Regions from separate parts of the Rattus norvegicus genome. Here region 1 is linked to region 2. A link is a contact called in public Hi-C data. All regions are on one chromosome and are shown on one strand. Each heading gives the region's core, a stretch centred on a gene start, on an enhancer-like site or on the middle of the called end of the contact. The rest is flanking DNA. Distances are from core to core; before and after follow the strand shown.

Region 1 (7,311 bases), core at 1,289-3,788, 130 kb before region 2:
CATTCTTTCATGTGTTTGCTTTAGCAAGACATCCTTTCACCTGTGTGCCCCAGCAAAACAACATTTGGCAAAACTAAATTTCCAAAGAAACTACAAGTTTTCTACTTCGAAGTTGTTCACAATAAGCCGGGCACCATGGTGCACACCTTTAGTCCCAGCAGAAGCAGAGGTGGACAGATTTCTGAGCTCCACGCCAGCCTGTAATGAGCAAGAAACTCGTATCTTGAAAAACAGGAGGGCAGGAGGAGGAGGAGGAGGAGGAGGAGGAGGAGGAGGAGGAGGAGGAGGAGGAGGAGGAGGAGGAGGAGGAGGAGGAGGAGGAGGAGGAGGAGAAGGAGGAGAGAGACAGAGAGACAGAGAGACAGAGAGAGAACTTTGCAACAGGCTGTGCTGTGTGCAGTGGTCCACACCTATAATCCCAGAACTCTGGAGGCTGAGACAGAAAAACATTGCTAAGAGCCCAAGACCAGCTTAGATGTGCAGTGAGTTCCAGGCCATCCAGAGCTCCATAGCAAGGCATTGTCTCATACACTAAAGCTGAAGGTGGAGAAGTTTGCCATGGCTAGAGCTGGAGCTGACGGAGGGAAACAAGAGGAGCTTTGCGGTTCAGAGCTGTGAGATACTTTACCTAACCATTCCATGGCTGCCTCAGAAAAGCAGGCATACATTTTGGATACAAATCACAAGTGTTCCCTTGATCTGAGCCTTCACAGGAGCTGTGTCACTGGTCACCTGTCCCCCATATATGGGCCTGATGGTCTTCAGCTGACATCAGCTGACTCTCCTTAGTCATTGACATTTTTCTTTACCTAATGTTCACTTTGCTCCCCACCCCCAGATCAAAGCTTTAAGCCACAGAAACGTTTACATTTATACCAGTCTGCTGTTTCCTTGCATCTCATGAGAATCCCATCCCTAAAGAGACTTAAACGGGGTCTACCGTCTTCTTTCAAGCAACAGCCAAGAGTATAATTCCATTAAGTTAGCCCTGAGGAACCAATGAGTTTCTTAGACTTACACCCTTCAGTGCATGTGTTCAGGGACTACTTACAGAAGCATAGAAGACCCCAGATCAGTCAAACTGGAAATCCTTCACCCAGTATAGAAAATGACTTCTCACAGCCACAGAAACAGAGTTCCCACCCCCTTGGTTAATCTTGCCCAGTCTATATAACCTCCAGCTTCCTTGACCCTGAAGTCACATGCAATTAGAGAAAAATTTTTGCAGATGGATTGGAGTAGCAAGTGGAAACGGATAGGATCTCAGGTGGGGGACAGATCCTCCCCACCACCTTCTTCTCTCGAGGAGAATCAACTGTCAGCAGGCTAGCTCCAGATCAGTGGTCTTCAATCTTCCTAATGCTGCGACCCTTTAATTCAGTTCCTTGTGTTGTGGAGATGCCCCCAACGAATAAAGTTAATCGTTTTTACTTCATAACAGTAAGTTTGTGAGTGTTATGAATTGTTCTGTAAACATCTTATATGCTGACTACAAGTGGGTCTCGACCCACGGGTTGAGAACCATTTCTCTAGCTGGTCTTTTTATTGGTCGGCTCAAGTGGTGCAATGAAGATGGCATCTGTCTTGCCTGAAGGACTTTATTCTACAATGCCTTGGTGCTCTGTTCTGCTCCTCTCTGCCCGCTGTCCTTATACACTAAAGCTCTCGAATTAAGCTTGTCAGCCCCAGTATCTCCCCTGAGGTCCACACTGCTCTATCTTTGTCAGCGATGAATGAAAAATGGGGACATGACCGCTCCCACGTGTGGTTGAGGGAGAAGGTTTTATTGTACATATGAGGGAGAGCACAGCCAGAGGCATCTGGAAGGGTCCAGGCTAAACCAGTCCAGCAGAATAAATTGAACCATAAAGAGGGTTTAGGGTAGAGGAAGAGAAGATAGGAGGCAGGTGACAGGCGACAGGTGACAGGTGACAGGAGGAAGCCAAGAGAGGAATCAGGAGCAAAAAAGCTCATATGAAAACCCTGAGGGCAAGAGGGCTCATAACTAAAATGACTGAGGTTATATAGGAAAGAGAAGCTGGGGGAAGTGAATGGAAGGGGGCGGGAGGGGAGTGGAGGGAAGGGGGCAGAGAGAGGTTTAGAGTAGAGGATGACTTTGTAACAGGTACTTGTGAGTAGGCAATGACCAGCATACCAGAGTCTGCTTTGATGCTTTCAACAGACACCTCAGTAGCCATTTGTCTCTGGTCTCCTTGAGATTGAACAATCCCCTCTTAGATTCACCATCATCATGTCAGACTCTGTGTCCTAACATCAACCCAAGTCTGCCCCTCAGAGGGCTTCTTCATCTCAATGAGAGGCTGTCTCATACCTCATCTCTTCCCCATCTCTCTCACACTAGAAACCTTAGTCTGGAAGCAGACTTCCAGATTTCTCACATCCTATCATGACCTCTCTGGTAACCATGACCACCCTGGTGCAAGACCTTGTCACCCCTGACCTTCCTACTGTACTTGATTCCCAAGTAAATACCCTTCTTCCACACATGCATCTCTAAGCTTTTCTCCAACTTAGTCATCAGACTGGTCCTTTCAAAAGCCAGATGATGTCACTCTTCTGATCAAAAGCCACAAATGGTTTGCCTTCTTACTCAGCGCCAAAGTAGAATTTCTTACAAGAATCTACAAGATCCTTCCTGATCCACCCCACAACTTCTTTTCTCTTCTGCACCACCATCCCCACCAGTCATGATGACTCAGTGTAACAAGCTTCCTTCTTATCCCAGACATGGCAAGCACACTCCTGTCCTCACTTACCAGGGTCCTCTGCCAGGTGTCCGTGAAGCACACTCATAGACCTCTTCTAGGACATCTCTTCACAAGAGCTGGCTAAGGGCCCTCTTGCTCTATTTCTATAGAAATCACAGACTAGGGAATGCTTTTTCAGGGTTGGCATTCCTGAATACCAGAAGCTATGGGCTTGACTTTTAAACCCAATGACTAATAGCTCTCAGCCCTGAGAATTGAGACTGGTGGCTACACATTTTAAAAACCAAAGACCTGTAGCTTTCCAGGTGCTGTGTCCAGAACACGCTTTGAGTTTCAAAGGCAGAGTTTTATGATTCTGGGCCCTGAGAACCAGACTTGTTGCCTCACGTTTTAAAACCCAGAGACCTAGCTCCCTCTGTTCAGATGAGAGGCTTATTACAAATAGGACTGTGGGGCTCACAAATTTCAGGTGTTAGAACCTGTTGATGAAAACAACAATATCTCTTATCTTAAAGGGAATGAAATAGTTCATTCTGGAGCCATTTTGTGTGACCATGGGCTAAAAACAAAGATTTAGGTTACCCCAAATTCCATGTTCCATCATGACGTTTTATAGTTTTACAGAAGTCATAAACGGAGGCAAATTTAAAACACATTGGTGGGTACATCAGAGGGAGATACAGCAAGAAGGGCAAAGCTTGCCTATGGGTCCAAGATGCTATCTGAGAACATTCTTAGCTGTTGGGTTGGTGGAAGCTATCAGGTTGCTAAGTTAAGAGATTTCAAAAGGGTTTTATCTATTAGTCACAAGATGTTAGTTCTGACTCGGGGCGTGAGCAAGAAACGGTCATTTAGGAAGCCTGGAACTAGCTCCAAATAAGGTAATTAGCCTCTGGACCTGCAACATTCCAACCCCTCCAAGGTACTGTAGTTCCAGTCAATCAACCAGTCTCTACAGACAGAGCTTCTTTCCAGAAATTCTCATTCGCAGACCCATGGTTCTGAACCCTTAGACGCTCTGTGGCCCTCTTCCAGTGCCCAGAGCCTCAAGTTGCTGCCTCTGGCTGATCTCTGACATTCTTCTGTTGCTTCTGCACTGTTTCCGGATATGTCTGGAGCAGTAAAAGAAAAGACCACTTAAGAGAAGCTTTAACTAGGGTCTAGTGTTGGAGCACAAGGTAGCAGGTACAATACTGGAGAGACACAGTGTGAGTAGATGCCCAAAGAGTGAAAAGCAGCCTGCCAATACAACCAGAAGAGGGGTGTAGCATATATATATGAAGTCTCTCATTCCACCAATCGCCGCCTCGATTTTAACCAATCACAAGTGACACCTATTTGCATATGGACCAATCACATATTGCATTACTCAGGAGGCTCCTCCCCCACTCCTGAATGAGGCTAGCTACTATAGGACAGATAAGATAAGGTCAGCTGGCTTTTATAGAAGCTTCTTTAAGCCAAAGCCGCTTTTCCCAAGGCTGGTTTAAGTTGTCTGTGGCACGTTCTGACTGAAGCAAGGCCTCTTGACACAGAAAACATGGTTTCCTGGTTCTTCCCAAGCCTTCCGGGAAAGACCCTATGTACCATGTGCAAAGCAGCTTCTCAGAAAGCTTCCAGATTAAAGCAGCTGGGTGTGAGTGAAGGGTCTGACAGTTGTCAATCAAAGGGCTTGGCCTGGCATTTAAAAGCTTAGTGTATTTGGAGAAAACCTAAACTCTGAAGGGTTCCTACTCTAAAAACCTTTATGATAGTATTCTTACAGTATTTAACAGTGCTTGCAGTCTAGCCTCATCTCCTAGGGGAGAGTTGGGGCCCTCTGATCCTTCTCTCTCAGAGTCCCATCATACAGGGTATCATTGTCCATCCCTAATAACTTATTAAATTCCCAGCCTCTACTCTACTTGATTTTATCTATAACCTTTCTTACCATGAGGTCTGCTTGTTTTCTACTTCCCTGGCTGGGACGCAGGCTTGGAGAAGGCTGAAATTTCATCCTGCTGCTTTCTTACTTCTCAAACAATGCCTACCGCAGAGCCATGTGAGTCCAGACTATGCACACAAACGGCCACTCCTGAGGCTGGCATAGCTAATTCCTTTCTTATTTATGAATTGGGAATTCTATCGAGGCTTACAACAGCCTGTTTTGCAAAACGAACTGGAGCAGTGACTTCAAAAAAAATCACTGTCAGAGACAAGCCAGGCCCCTGAAGTGCCGGGTGAGTACCTCTAAGCCCATACCCCAGCTTAAATCCCTCACTTTTAAAGGTGCTTCAGGAAGAGCTTGGGAAGATCCTTGCTCTGTCTTAATTCCGTGAGAGTGCCCAAATTCCAGCCGGCATTCTCACTCTGGTCTCTGCCAAGCCAACTGTCAGCTCTTAAAGGAGACAAGGGTACTGATCAACCGGGATCGTCTGCCTTTGGCTTCTCTAGGGAAACTCATTGCACAGACTGAGAAAACAAAATGACAAAAGTTAACTTTGTCGTGTAACCTCATACTTGTCAACAAATTTAAAAAACCCAGCAACCTAGGTTAACTCTAACCTCAGAATTCCAACACTCATCTTCCTCGACAGAGAACACAGTAGCAGATCTGGGGGTGTGGCTCAGTGGATACCATGTTTGCCTAGCATGCACAAGGCTTAGCAATTGCCTAAAACCATAAATGGTGGCACAGGCCTGGTGTCCCTAGTACTCCAGAGCTGGAGGCAGGAAGATCAGAAGTTCAAGCTCATCTTCAGCTACAATGCAAAATCAAGGGTAGCACGAGCTACAGGAGACCCTGTCTCCAAAACCTGATGTGGGGAGGAGGGTGCAAGAGGGAAGCAGAAACCCCTTTCTCAAATAATTAAAGAAGCCATGAAGGTCCAGCCAAGTGATTAGAAGAAATTAAAGGGGCCATGAGTGTAGGTCTACGGACAGTGCTTGTCTGGTGTGTGCAATAGACTGAGTTCCAGCCCAGCACCAACAAACAAGACAGAGAAATAAAAAAGGGAGTAAAATCTTCAGACTCCAGTCACATTAAAAGAATACAACGGGCAGGACAGTGGTGATACACGACTTTAATCTCAACACTAGGAGACAGAGGCAGGTGGATCTCTGTAAGTTCGAGGCCAGCCTGGACTACAAATGGAGTTCTGGGACAGCCAGGGCTGCACAAAGAAAGCCAGTCTCAAAAAAAAAAAAAAAAAAAAAATCAACAAAAAGAACACGATGAGCAGATAACTCCAGTGCTCCGAGGAATTGTAAACAAATTATAGAGAAGCAGATGTCAGGCAAGGACGAGGCTTGGCCAAAACGGGGACATCATTTTTAAGACTCTGATTTTGATTCCATCATTTCTAAGATTGAAAAGTTTGGCATTCTCAAACCTCAGCAAGTGCTGCATGAGTTTTAGTATTCAAAAATACCCTGGAAGTGCCTTCAAAATGCCTCTAACACCCAAATTAATAAAGTGACTTATTGCATTATAGCTCAAAAATGATTACATAACCACAGTGTTCTTTATTTTTAGACCCCATACCCACAGAATAACTCTATATTTTGACATACAGCAGCTCACATATTCTATTGTTCAACGCTAAGATGTGGGAGAGATGGGAATGGGGGTATTATTAATTATTAAAACCGACAGCAGTCCCAGACACAAAAGCTTTCTTCCTCGAGTTTAAATACTGGCTCTTGGCGTGGTAATTTCCTTGTCAGAAACTCTCTGAAAATGGCAAAACAAAACCAAATACCAATAAAGGAAACAACAGGGGGTACTTTTGCAATAAATTACCCAATGGTTTCTGGATCTGCATCAGAAAATCGGATAGATACAATAAGGGGACCATTACATGGGTTCTCTGATCAGTTTAATACAGAGGCTTTCCCTCGGCTGATTCTGCCAAAGGACATTGTGTCAAGTGGCACCTGTTCACCACTTCATTCTCATTACTGATTTAAAATGCTAAGATTTTTAAGCCACGTGGGACTCACGTACACTTTTAGTCACGCAGGAGTTGGTATTTTAAATGATTAAATTCTCACCACGCCTTCCTGTAGCCCATATGCTAAGGCATCTCTATTTGATGTCATGTGTTTAGATAACTTTTCTAAGGCCACCTTACGCGTCGATAAAAGAAGAGAAATGATGCTCGAGACAGTATTTCATATAGCAAAGCGGCCCTGGCTTGGACTCTTAAACCCTAGCCTATGTAAAAGTTGAAAGTTGGAACAGAGGCTCACAGCAGTAACGGCCCTCCAGCCTTCAGTCCGTGGTTCCCTTATTCATGGCTTCAGGCTTGAGCCTTCTGACTGGATGTTCATCTTTAGCTGTCTCCGAAAGCACCTGAGGACCGGTCCGTCAGCTTCCGTATGAATCCTCAAACCCCTTTATACAAGTGTTCATTCCCTTCATAATCTGTCAAAAGAAACCTTTGACAGCCGTGAAAAGGTTCACATTACCTGACAGCTCAAAGAACCTCCTTAGCTTTCCCTGAGCTAAATTGTTCCGAGCCTCCTTGACTTTCTTCATTTGTTTCTCCACTTTTTAAAAAATCGCTCCTATTTGTCAAATTAGCCATCTCTTAAGTGCCAC
Region 2 (7,013 bases), core at 2,073-4,572:
GGCAAACAGTTAGCAGTCAGGCAGTGAGGAAGTGACTTTCAATCCCTAGAGACTTTGGTATTATCTGGGACTGCTTCTCCACTGAAGTGGCAGTAGTGTCTGCCTTTGTGAATCTTGACTGTCCCTTTGATTTTTACACAGTGGAGGGTTTGTTCTACCTTTAAAAGCACATCCTCTCCCTCCACCCCCCGCAACATCCTGACTGTTAAACAAGAGTTTATTTTCTTACTGACAACCTCGAGCCGTGGTTCTCAACCTTCCCAATGCTGTGACCCTTTAATAGAGTTCCTCACGTTGTGATGTTGCTGTGAGTCCCCAGTCATTGCCAGTTCCTAACAGTGACTTTGCAGTTACGAATCATAATGAAGATAGGTAACCTCTGTGTTGTCCCTCAAAGGGGTCAAGACCCCACAGGTTGAGAACCACTGATCTCAGCTTCTCTAGTCTTTCCTTCCTAATGGGGAATTTAGTCACCTAATCAAAACAGGGAAGGCCCAGTCATCCCCCAGAGCCATAAAGAGACAAGTGTGGCCTTTCTCTGCCCAGTCTTATTTTCAGAATGAAATTTAAAATGTTATGGTTCCCAGTCAGTCCTTTTGAAATATTTGCAAATCCCCTTCAGAGTGCATCTATGACAAAGTAAAAGGCTAGGCTAGGAAAATGTGGCCCAAGCTGAGTATGCAGAGATCTGGGTGAAGGGTATGGGATTCTGAACAGGGGTAAAAATACTCTCAGGTGGAGCACCCCATAATTTTAAAATTGAAACATTAATACTCACAATCAAAATTACTTTTGGGGGTGGGGGTGGTGTGCTAGGATTGAATCCCAGGGGCACTTGAGCCCAGCTCTAGGCTCCAAAAGGACTCTCTGCTTTCCTCTCGTAGTAGTAAGTTCCCCTCACAGCAGACTCCATTCACCACATCGTCCAGACAGTGGATCACGCCTCCGGCTGGGCAGTATTTAAATGTTTTAAAATCTAGTGTCATTCTTACTGATTTCTTCCTAGAAAAGCATGATCTCAACCACCAGGTTTTCATAATCATACCTTCCAACCCATTAGCTTTTTAAAAGAAAACATCTGCACACACTACACATCTATGAAAGAGACTCTAAAAAGTGAAAGTAATATCAGAATTTAATTTCAACTTCTTCAAATACAATGAAAAAGAGTCGACTTTATGAGAATGTTCTGGGGATGATGAATCCATTTTTCATGTTTGCCCCACTCCACCACTCTTCTTCCCCTTTTTCTTTTCCAAGATCAGGGCTTACTAGGAAATAGGTTTCTGAAAATAAAGTCTCTTTTTTTTTTTTGGCGAGAAGGGGAAGAGGAGGTGGCCTACATTCAGAAATGTCTTAGAATAGGCATTAAAAAAACATAAATAATCATAAACCAAAATACATTAAAATAAAATTACAGTACATAAATTGCTCCTACAAGGTCCATTACGTTAGGTGATCCTTCCAAAGGTTCATAAATAGTCATCTTGACTCAAAATCGCTTCCTGCACTGTGATGAAGCTTACGCAGAAAAAACTACGAGGAACTGCAAGCGCGCGTTATCCGTAGGGTGATGTCCAAACTACTTGATCTGGCACAGGGCGGGGAGACTCCGTTGGTTTTGATCCAAGTGAACTTAAATAGTAATGCACTCTTCCCACTTCCCGAAGTCCTCAAAACCTGGAAAGGAAGAACACAGAATGAAATGGATGACTCAGAAGTCAAGACCCTGGTCCCTCCCGGCCAGGACAAAGGAGTGCCCAGAAGGACACCAGGTCCGCAGGCACACAATAAAGTAGCACTAAGGAGGATGGCAGTGAACTAGAGTGATCCAGTGCTGCGGGGTAGGTGGTCTATCCCCCGTGCCCAGCTCCCTGGTGAAATTCCTCCCGCTCTTCCTTCCCCGCCCGGCCTCTACAAGTTCCAGCCTGCCTATCTTTTTGCCACCTCTCCACAAACTTGAAACGATTTCTTTTTACTTTGCTTCGGAAGCGGAACCGGTCAACAAGCTTTCCTCTCTTCCCAACAGTCATGCTGGCAGGTTTCTAGGAGTCCCAAGTTGCCAGGACCTTACCTTGAGTGGCCCGGGTGCCGCCCTCTTCAGGCAGAGTTGGAGGTGCTGCGGAGAAGCCGGTGGCCCTGTGGCTGCGAGTGGAGAGGCTGGTGCGCATGCTGGAGTTGGTGTGGATGAGGGTGAGGGTGCGGGTGCGGGTGCGAGTGCGCGTGAGGGTGAGGGTGAGGGTAAAGATGAGGATGCGGGTGCGGGTAGGAGTGGAGCTGTTGGGGCTGGGGCTGCTGCTGGGGTTGGGGCTGAGGTTGGGGTTGGGGTTGGGGTTGAGGCTGGATCTGCGGCTGGGGCTGGGGTTGGATCTGCGGCTGGGGCTGGGGTTGGATCTGCTGCGTCTGCGGAGGCTGCTGCTGGACCAGGTGCTGCTGCTTCTGCCTCGTAGACTTGACCGCCAGTATGGCCTGACGATTTTTGTACTGCACCATCTGCAACGTGATCTCTGCGTTCCAGCCCTGGTCCTGGGGACACCGAAAGTCGATCTCTTTGCCCTCCGCCATCACCACAGTGAAGTACATATACTTGCCCTTGCGCTCCACGCAGTCTACAGTCTTCATATTGGAAAAGTGCAATTCCTTCAGCTTGGCTGGTGGCTCAAGGCTGGTGACGGCGGGGCCACTAGGTTGGGACGGTTCGGCTGTCCCCTGCCCGGGCTGTTGCTGCTGCTGTTGCTGCTGCTGATGTTGTACCTGCTTGGGCGGTATGAGCAGTAGCCCTTCCTCAGTGAGGATGCAGCACTTTTTCTTCCAGAGCTGCAGCAGCCCGTCGCTTCGCTTTTCCAGCACTCCTTCCTTCAGCGCCTTGCAACCGCTGCTCTCCAGCATCCTTCCGGCATAAGGGGTGCTGCTGCTCCGCTCGGCCTTTAGGCTTCCAGACGCTCCGGCTGGGGGTAGCAGTAGCAGCCGTGCGCTGTCCTCGCTCCAGCGGCTTCCGCGGCCGCCTGCCCGGAGCGCACAGAGAAGGCTGACTCGCAGGAGACAGAGCGGTGGCGGTGGCGGCGGTGGCTCGGGGTCCCGGCAGAGGGACAGGCGAGTCCTGACCCGCCACAAGATCCCGGAGCCGTGAGCGGGCTGCTCTCTGCCGTCTTCCGCGGAGCGCTCACTGAAGGGCACTGGCCGGGGCCCCTCGCAGCGCTTTTCAATGGGCCACCCTCCCCACCCCCGAGTGACACCCAGCGGAAAAGGCGGCTCCTGGCTCCCGCGCCGCGGGGGAAAACCCAGCTCCGAGAGGCGCTCGGCAGCCGGCGTACGCCTCATTAACTTGGGGCCTTCCCAGTGCCCGCCGTGGACACGCCCCCGCCGCTGGCTCCGCCCCCGCCGGCTCCGCCCCGCCGCCCACGGCCTCCCGCGCCGCCTGGAAGCCGGGCTCCGGAAACTCTTGGCGGCTCCACGCGGTCGCTGAGGTCGCCGCGGCTGCCGGGCGGCGACTGCCGACGCCCAGAGGGCGCCGAAAGGCCAACCCCACAGTCCCGCCCTTCCCAGGCGGGTGGGCTCTCCGCTGCGGGGGCGAGTAGCAGATCCAGGCAGGCCTGGGGAGCCATCCCTGGGGTTAGCGCGGAGCCGGTTCCAGACCAAGGCATAAAACTTAGGGAACCCAGTTCCATAGTGTGCATTTCCCCCCATACCTATGTAAACACCTCAGGGAACAAAGCCCAAGTGTGCTTCGAGCTTTTTTCAGTCATTAAATAATCCTTCCTGGAGAAATTAGCAAAGTCAAAACAATAAAGCTGAGGATTTGATGTAGTGGCAGGAAAAGAAGGGTGGACTCGCTCCAGGTATATATTCTTGACTTCCTTTTCCAACACAGGGCACAGGCAAAATAGCCAGACTCACCAAGCTCTCGTGGTTTTATTTGTTGGGGGGAGGGGGTGTTTGTTTTGCTTTGTTGGTTTTCGTGTTTATATTTTGCTTGTGTGTATACATTACATAGTACGTATATTGTATGTGAATGCAGGTCAGAAATCAGCAGGTCCCTGGAACCGGTAGTGACCCACCCTACAGGTTCTGGGAATTGAACGAGGGTCCTCTGCTAGGGCTGCAATTTCTCTAGCTCCTCAGGTTTCCTTTCAGATCAGACCTTGCAGTCAGTCCATAGCAGTAGCAGGGTAGGCAGTTGTCCAGTACTGGGAGATCCCACACATAAGCCTTGGCGAATATCCTATAAACACCTATGGGTATCTGACTCTGGGAAGGTCCTAGTCCCAGTCTTGCATTTAAACCTTTCAGACACTGCTTCCTGATAAGGTAGAATAAAAGGCATGGATAATAGTCTCCAGTTTGAGGGGTTGGGGATTTAGCTCAGTGGTAGAGCGCAAGGCCCTGGGTTCGGTCCCCAGCTCCGAAAAAAAAAAAAAAAAAAAAGAAAAATAGTCTCCAGTTTAGGAAAATAACCTCTAAGTCTTCTCTCATAATAAAGAGATAGGATAAAACAGTCTCGGTCAAACAAGGGCTGCTGCCACACTGCGAGAAGTCAAGAATCCAATTGAAGAAAATGGAGAGGATGAATTACGCACATGTTTTTGTGTGTCCTGCTAAGAAATTCGAACTTAATCTGAGAGCTAGCAGAAGAGTCCCTTTAAAAATAGGTTTTTTCTTTTCTTTTTTTCCCCATCTTTATTAACTTGAGTATTTATTTACATTTCGAATGTTATTCCCTTTCCCCGCTTCCGGGCCAACATCCCCCTAACCCCTCCCCCTCCCCTTCTATATGGCCTTCCCCTCCCCATCCTCCCCCCATTACCACCCTTCCCCCAACAATCACGTTCACTGGGTGTTCAGTCTTGGCAGGACCAAGGGCTTCCCCTTCCACTGGTGCCCTTACTAGGCTTTATTCATTGCTACCTATGCAGTTGGAGCCCAGGGTCAGTCCATGTATAGTCTTTGGGTAGTGGCTTAGTCCCTGGAAGCTCTGGTTGGTTGGCATTGTTGTTCATATGGGGTCTCAAGCCCCTTCAAGCTTTCAGTTCTTTCTCTGATTCCTTCAACTGGGATCCCGTTCTCAGTTCAGTGGTTTGCTGCTGGCATTCACCTATGTATTTGCCATATTCTGGCTGTGTCTCTCAGGAGAGATCTACATCCAGTTCCTGTCAGCCTGCACTTCTTTGCTTCATCCATCTTATCTAGTTTGGTGGCAGTATATGTATGGGCCACATGTGGGGCAAAAAACAGGGTTCTTGAACCTTCATTAAATAGTTCATTAAAGGTTCTGATCAAATGGACCAGTTCAAAAATAACTTTAAATGAGTTTTAAATTTGGCTTGTATTTCAGGGCTTTTTCAATGCTTTTTTTTTTAATCCAAAAAAGGAAAGATTTCTCTTTTTTTAGATTTATTTATTATATGAGTACACCATAGTTGTCTTCACACACACCAGAAGAGGGCATCAGATCTGATTACAGATGGTTATGAGCCACCGTGTGGTTGCTAGGATTTGAACTCAGGACCTCTGGAACAGCAGTCAGTGCTCTTAACCACTGAGCCATGTCTCCAGCCCAAGTAAAGATTTCTAATGTGATTATGCATTAACAATATCTTGGTGCATACCAAGAATAGATTTGTAATTCTGATTATTAACCACCTTAGTTTCCCCTACCTCTGTAGGACAGGTCAGCATGTCGGAGTTCCTACGCTGCCAGCTGTTTGTCTTTTTCAGCAGAATGGCATTCTCTGACCGTAAACCAGGTACAGCTGTGTGGCAGACACATACTGGTTTTCCATCGGCAAAACACTGGACTGTGAACTGTAGCCCGGCTTTTCAGAGAAACTAGGCACTGTCTTCCCAAAATACTTGCAAATGCCCAGTCATCATTGCTTTCAAACGTGCCTATTTCATTCTGACTAAAGACTTTTAAACTCCCTGTTTCCCTCTGCCTGTTTCACTAAGTGCACATTGACCACAATGAGTTTGATTGGAAATTTAAGTTTCAGAATTTTGTAGATTGAAATTCTGCTCAATTGATTGCAACAGCCACCTCATTTAATTGGCTATAGCGACCTTTTTCTTTTCCTAAAGAAAAAAACAAACAACAAAAACAACAACAACAAAAAAGATAAATCATCAGAACAATGAAGGAAACAATCATTAAAATGTTTTACTTTACATAATGGCTCATTCAACTTGTCTTTAAGGACACTGTCTGTTTTCCACCTGTCTTGTACATCCAAGTTAAATACTCAGTAACTCCTATAAAGATTGAGTTACAGAAAACGGGACAGAGGATATTTTACTTAAAAGGAGCCTGAAAAAAAAATTCTAACATTCTAGTTACAATGGAGGAATCACTAACCATACAAAACAACTTCTTGGATGGAACCGCTTTAGTAAGGGGCCCAGTAGCTCTTACCTAGAGCCTTAGGATTGAATTTCAGGGAAAATGTCTACTTGGGACACTCCCACTAAGGACTCCAAGTGCCCCATCTACATGGCAGTCAGGGAACGAGCGCCATCAGCACCCTGTACACTCATGTACAGCTCAAATGTGAAGGCACCTTCTTACACCAGTTTAGAGGTGAGGGAGGGGACCAAGGTGGGGTGTGGCTCTGTGCACAGCTGTGCTCTGCTGTAATCCTGAACCTTGTTTCCCAGTTTCCTGTGTCGAGATTTTCCTTTTAACTACTTCCAACACATGGCTCGTAAAGATTGCAGATGTGTTAAGCACACCTGCCTCTCAGCACTCTTCTCTATCAATACCTACCTATCAAACCCTTTATGCACATGGTTTATCTTTAAAATGAACTACAACATGCACTACACCTGACTCATATTATTCCCTAAGTCCATACACATCGAATCCACTGGGGTTGGCGATTTTCATTTGTTTGTTTTGAGCAATAGTTTTAGGAATCTACATGAGCATCCCAATGTCTGCAAAAGTAACAAGGTCTGATAAAATGGCTGAGGTTAAAGCTTCTGGCCTTGCAGACTGAGTGGCCTTGCCACTCTATTGTGTG

The links. Hi-C and Micro-C count contacts between places; a contact is called where the count stands out from the background.
Region 1: a Hi-C map of the A7r5 cell line shows a contact between it and region 2, with 3 times the contacts expected there. The contact joins the enhancer-like site here to the promoter of Phlda1 in region 2. A contact is called at or near these places in 2 of 12 Hi-C or Micro-C datasets (the A7r5 cell line and mammary epithelial cells).

What each region holds. Positions count from the first base shown.
Region 1 is chr7:48,977,683-48,984,993 of GRCr8, reverse strand. No RefSeq gene overlaps it. Among named protein-coding and RNA genes, the nearest start is that of Phlda1, 130 kb to the right of the region's middle. Within about 2 kb of position 2,538, at least 10 of the 93 cell types and tissues checked have an H3K27ac peak or open chromatin away from gene starts, as enhancers often do. A contact at or near this core is called in the A7r5 cell line, where this site is marked.
Region 2 is chr7:48,849,999-48,857,011 of GRCr8, reverse strand. Phlda1 (pleckstrin homology-like domain, family A, member 1) reads right to left here and starts at 3,322. Exons shown (of 2, transcript NM_017180.2): 1 at 2,075-3,322; 2 at 1,118-1,680. The coding sequence starts at 3,321. The coding sequence ends at 2,101.